Regions from separate parts of the Mus musculus genome. Here region 1 is linked to region 2. A link is a contact called in public ChIA-PET data. All regions are on one chromosome and are shown on one strand. The core of a region is the stretch at or near the end of the contact, and the rest is flanking DNA. Distances in the headings are between cores, read along the strand shown.

The links. ChIA-PET counts read pairs in DNA pulled down with a chosen protein or histone mark.
Region 1: a contact with region 2 is called in an RNA polymerase II ChIA-PET map of memory CD8 T cells, with 43 read pairs. The contact joins the promoter of Pkm here to the enhancer-like site in region 2. A contact is called at or near these places in 4 of 39 promoter capture datasets (the C10 cell line, the HPC-7 cell line, embryonic stem cells and 1 more), 1 of 15 datasets of contacts at CTCF or cohesin (pro-B cells), 4 of 484 Hi-C or Micro-C datasets (CD4 T cells, the G1E-ER4 cell line, Th1 cells and 1 more), 8 of 115 datasets of contacts at active chromatin or transcription factors (the SCID.adh cell line, bone marrow-derived dendritic cells, bone marrow-derived macrophages and 4 more) and 3 of 9 other capture datasets (adipose tissue, liver and pancreatic islet).

The regions. Positions count from the first base shown.
Region 1 is chr9:59,655,174-59,657,919 of GRCm38.p6, forward strand. Pkm (pyruvate kinase, muscle) reads left to right here and starts at 1,403. Exons shown (of 11, transcript NM_011099.4): 1 at 1,403-1,476. Gm51708 (a long non-coding RNA gene) reads right to left here and starts at 733. Exons shown (of 4, transcript XR_003948336.1): 1 at 664-733.
Region 2 is chr9:59,337,161-59,339,873 of GRCm38.p6, forward strand. It overlaps Bbs4 (Bardet-Biedl syndrome 4 (human)), which reads right to left. Exons shown (of 16, transcript NM_175325.3): 6 at 2,651-2,713. Among named protein-coding and RNA genes, the nearest start is that of Bbs4, 15 kb to the right of the region's middle. Within about 2 kb of position 1,446, at least 13 of the 459 cell types and tissues checked have an H3K27ac peak or open chromatin away from gene starts, as enhancers often do. A contact at or near this core is called in Th1 cells and memory CD8 T cells, where this site is marked.

The sequences.
Region 1 (2,746 bases), core at 153-2,652, 320 kb after region 2:
GACGCACAGTATGCACAGTGGACCTCAACATGAGTAGATAGATAACTGTCACCCTGTTGAACACTATGGTTCTTTTGTGTGTGTGTGTCCAAGGCACAAAGAGGTCATTTCTTCTACCCCCTTCTCTTGCAGAAAGGAATGATTTCCTCCACAGATATAACCTCCCCCTCCCCAACTTCATGTTCTTTCCACCATAATAACCAAGCATTTACTTCCCTAAACTAAGGGGACCAAGGGGACTTATAGAAGAAACTAAAAAACTTTATTTCACTACAAATTGCATTTATGTTACCCTTCCCTCTAATCAAAACTGACCGAAAATGGGATGAAGGCCTGTGATTCAACTACAAAGAAGTGTCTGCTTGAAATGGTCACACCCATCTTTTACCAAGAAAAACAAAAGAACAAAACAAAACCAAAAAAAATCCAAAACCTAAGGTACAGTCTTCCCATTTAGAATGTGGCAACATTGTATCTGCTTTCAAAACTCTGCGGAATGAAGACTAGTGTTAACAGTTGGGAAATTAGAAAATACTTTGTAGGGAAAAAATTGTTAATGCCTCCAATACTACAAATTTAAATACATACACGCCTGAGTCAAAAACCAGTGTTGACTCCTGCATAGATAATGGCTACACGTAGGTCCAGTTCTGCACTAATTACCTTGGATTGGTTTGCTGCGTCCAGGTCCAGGCATTTTAAAAGTGCAGGATTCGAGACTCAAAGTATTAACATGGGTCCAATCTAGCCCTCCTTATTAGGAGGTCGCGCTCACGTTCCAAAGAGAGACTTAAGTTCTTCCTACCCAGCCTCTAAGTCTGGAACCCTCTAGGAGGCAGCCCAGACCTTCCACCACTCTCTTGCTCCCATCACCCCAGCTTCCCGTTCCGCTCAGCCTCAGAGGGTGTACTGGGGCGGGCGCCGGGAGGGTGGAGAGTCTCCGGGCGGGGCTGGAGGAATGTCCGTGGACCTATAAATCTGGGCACCGCCCTGGTAGGCCAGGGCAGATGGGGAGACCTGGGCAAAAGGCCAAAAAGGGAACATTTTGTAGCCGATCTAAAGCAACAGGTGGCGGTGGCGCCCGGGAACCTAGGGGTGGTGGTGGCGGCGGCGGCGCTGGCCCGGTGGGCGGGCCTTGCTCCCTCACCACTTCCCCATTGGTCAACAGGATAACCCTTGAGCAAATTTGGTCTACGATGTCCTTCCGCCACGGAAGGTAGTCCTCCTCAAAAGGGCAACCTGCTTGTCCCGCCTACCCTGAGCTTCTCTCAGGAGGTGCGGGCGCCCCGTTGAGAGGCGGGGCGCCGCCGGCCGCAGCCCGGATTGGGCGAGGGGCGGGGCTGCGGAGGGATTGCGGCGGCCCGCAGCTGTGATAACCTTGAGGCCCAGTCGGCGCAGCCCCGCACAGCAGCGACTCGTCTTCACTTGACTGACGTCCGCTCTAGGTATCGCAGCAGGAACCGAAGTACGCCCGAGGTGAGCGGGGAGAACCTAAGCCATCTGTCCCCAGAGCCGATGCCCACTGGTGTGTAACGCAGGCCTGCCTGCCCACGCGGGACTCAGGCGCCAGGCATCGAGCATCCCACTCCGGGTTGGGGAGGAGCCACACTTGAGTCCAAGTCTTAATCCTCCAAATTGAGGGTGGCCGGCTAGCTCCTTTCCCACGGTCTCATTCTGCTCTCTCTTCCATCTCAATCTGGTTCCAGCCTCTTATCTTACTATTGCTATCCTCGCCACCCTGTTCTCGCCCTGCTCCGATGCTCGTCCTCCTACATCCACTACGACTTACGACCTTCCTCTTAGCTCTGTGCCCTCATAATTCGGTGCCCTCCTCTTAATCTCTACTTGAAATAATTCCCCTACTCACCCCACCCCCACCCCCCATTCAGCCTCCGCGTTCATCCTCCTTTCAGGTCAGCGTTCTCTTCCCGCGCCAGTGTTCGCAGCTCTTCGTCGCCCCTCCCCCCTCCGATCCGGTCACGTCCGCGCCGCAGCATCCTTTCAACCTCCATATCCTCGCCCCTCCCCCTCGCAGCTTTTCCCCTCCCCCCGCATTCTAGTCACGTCCGCGGACTCCTCGTGGTCCGGTGCATGGAGGTAGGATGCAGTCACTAGCGGTCCTTGGTAATGCAGCTACAAGTTACGTAACTTTTGTATTCCCGGTGGCCTGGCAAGAAAGGTTGGCCGCTATTGCTGCCTGTTTTGTGTGCCCGCAGATTTTTGGTGGTGGGCACGGGCCCTCATTGCTCTCGCGCTCCATCCTGCGGCGGAGGGGCGGCACGTACTGCGATGCGTCTGATTAATCGGTCATGCTGCTCCCACGTGCTGGCGAGGGGGAGGGTGGGCGATCAACCCATACCCGTTCCCGACAGAAACTGGAGCCCGACGCTACCAGAACACACATAGCCCACAGAGCTCGGTCTAATTAGGGAAGCAGATTTTGTCAAGTCAGTGCTATGAGGAAGATGGGGCTGCATGCACAAGGTGGCCGGCATACTGGTTTTGAAAAAGCCGGGCATCTTCTAGTCTGAAGGCTATAAAGACCCAGTAAATACCCAGTCATAGTAAGATAAGAGCTCGACCACTTTTTCCAAATCCAGGACACTGGTAGTTTGGAAAAAGTGAACCTTATAGTGAAAATCCAGTCGTGCATGGAGGCAGCTAGGTTTTGGAATCCGGTGTGATCTATTAATATTCTTAGGTTTGGCCTCTGGTCCTGTGTCACTCCAGGCTGCTAAATTACTGG
Region 2 (2,713 bases), core at 196-2,695:
GTCATAAATGTGTATCTCTGACACTAATCTGTTGAAATCCATAGCAGAGGGCAGAGGACAAATTCGGTCTTCTTTGTAAAGTTCCTTCCTATGGCTTTTCTACACTAGAACCAGAACTACAGAGCTAAGTACCTCTAGCAGTGTAGAAAGCTGTAAGATTCTCTAAATACATTCAATAACTACATACTAAGTAGTCCTTTACAAAAACAGTTTGCTAACCTCTGACCTGTGTGGAAAAGAAAGATGAATCAAAAGGCCGCAGTAACTACCTGGGCTGCTGCTAACTTCTAATTCCAGTTTACTACAAGACTGACATGTGTCTTCTGGCCTAAGTGTTGTGAAGTCTCTGGAATTCCTTTGTAATAAACTGACTTTATTAGCAGCTTTAGAAAAGAAACCAGGAGTAAGGAGGGTGTTCCTGGAAGGCAAGAGGGCCAAGCACCTGTGAGTGGCAGGGATGCAGCCCTGTCTCAGGAACAGACCACAAAGCTCAGAGAAGCTAGTTTAATGTGTTCCACACCTCCTCAAACAACAAAACAATCAGTGATAGGCTTGATGCCTGTTGTTGTCATATACCTTACTTAAATTCTCTAAGAAATTCGCAGCATCGGTATAGATTTTCCAGTTTTATAGGAAACCAAAGCTCGGGGAAGTTAGTTTCCCTGACACAGAAGGGCCAGTGCTGGGACGCTTTGTCTCCTTTCTTTAGCTGTGTATCCTGACTATGTACACGCAGCGTCACAGACTCATGCACCCGACAGCATCCGATCCAAATAACATAACATTTCACTCATAAGTATTTCAGTACATGTTTCTCAAAGACATGATCTTTAAAAAAAAAAAAAATCAAGGCTAGAGATGGCTCAGCACTTAAGAGCACTGGCTGCTCTTCCACTGGGTTCAGTTCAAAGCACCCACACGGTGACTCACAACCAACCATATGTAACCTCACTTCCAAGAGATCCAACATCCTCTTCTAGCCTCAAAAGCACTTTACACATGTAGGCACACAGACATACATGTAGCCAGAACACTCATACACACAAAATAAATTAAATAAATCTTTGAAAAAGTTGTTTTAAACTTATAATACTATTATCTACCTGAAAAAAAGCAACCCTAAAAACTAGTCTTTGTCTCATGAAGCTCTCACATTCTAAAATTATTTTTTTTCTTAAACCACAATAGAAATAATGTCTACATTACCAAGAACTGTGCCTTCAATTCAAGCCTGTCTCCAAAACTTGTATATATTCCATTTCATCAGGGAATACCACCTTTCTGGCCTTTTAATGCTCTCTACATACACTAGTCCCTAACTCACCCCTGATGAATCTCTGCAGTAGGTGAAACCTGAAAAGAAAGCACCAATACGCCTTAAACAGCTAACAGCGCAGGAAGTATGCAAAGGAAAACAGAACAAGGTGGAGTCAAATCCATCCCTCATAAAAGCCACAAGGCTGCTGAATCTGACAGGAAGTGACAATGAGTGTCGCAGACAGTGAGAGGATGAGAGGAGCTGCTCATCCATCCTCCAGAGACCCAGTCCTCTTTCCCTTCACTACAGCGCCCCACTCCAGTTAGCAAGGACTTTCCAGCCTTCCTTTCAGAGGCTACGGCTGATGAGATACAGCAGAGGTTCCTTTGGGACTCGCTCTTCCTTGCTCTTTGAGCTCCTTTCAATGAATTAATACTTCTGAGCTGCAGCAGGCGCCATTTAACTAACCATGATTAAGTCTCAGCCCTGAAACTCTAGGACCACAAATGAATGCAAAAACCCATGATATGGATTCATGGAGGGGAAAAACTCTTTGTAAAGGCAATGTTTAGTCTGACTTTGTTTTGTACTTACACATAATTCCCAATTTACATAAGTGCATGATGAAAATAGGGGAGATAAGGAAGGTGAATATGATTAAACTATGAAAATGTCACAGTGAAACTCACTGTTTTATACAGTTAATTTACACTAATAAAAAAGAGAAGATGATGAAGGGAAAATAATCAGAAGAGTCACTTAAAGTTTTCATAACACAAAGAAAGTCAAAAGAAACAGCTGCTGACTGCCAAGCAGATAGGGGAAATATGCAAAGTACATATGAAGACATCTGCTGCTGATGCTTACGAACTCCAAATGTACCAACGTGACCTCTAAAGCTCTTGGAAATGACATGGGAAACCACGGCTGGAATCACACCAGTACAAACCTGTCAGCCACACTAACAGCTGCAAAATATAAACCAAAGTCTACAAAGCTACGCAGAAATGCCGTGCTGAGGACAGAATCAAAGACAGTGAACATCTAAGAGCTCTAGCCAAGCCCTAGGCAGTGGCTGAGTACCACTGAGGCAGACCCATCTCTCTGGGTTTGAGGCCAGCCTGCTCTACATAATGCATTTCAGGTCAGCCAGTGCTACACAAATTGAGACCTTATTAAAATAAAAAAAGAGCTGGGGGTGGTGGCACATGCCTTTAATCCCAGCACTTGGGAGGCAGAGGCAGGCGGATTTCTGAGTTCGAGGCCAGCCTGGTTACAAAGTGAGTTCCAGGACAGCCAGGGCTACACAGAGAAACCCTGTCTCGAAAAACAAAAAAATAAAAAATAAAAAAAGAGCTATTTGCTGAGAAAGAAATGCTGTTTCTCACTTACCCAGTCTTTCTGGTTAAGTTTAGCTGCTTCATTATATACTTCAGTGGCAGCTTTGTGTTTTCC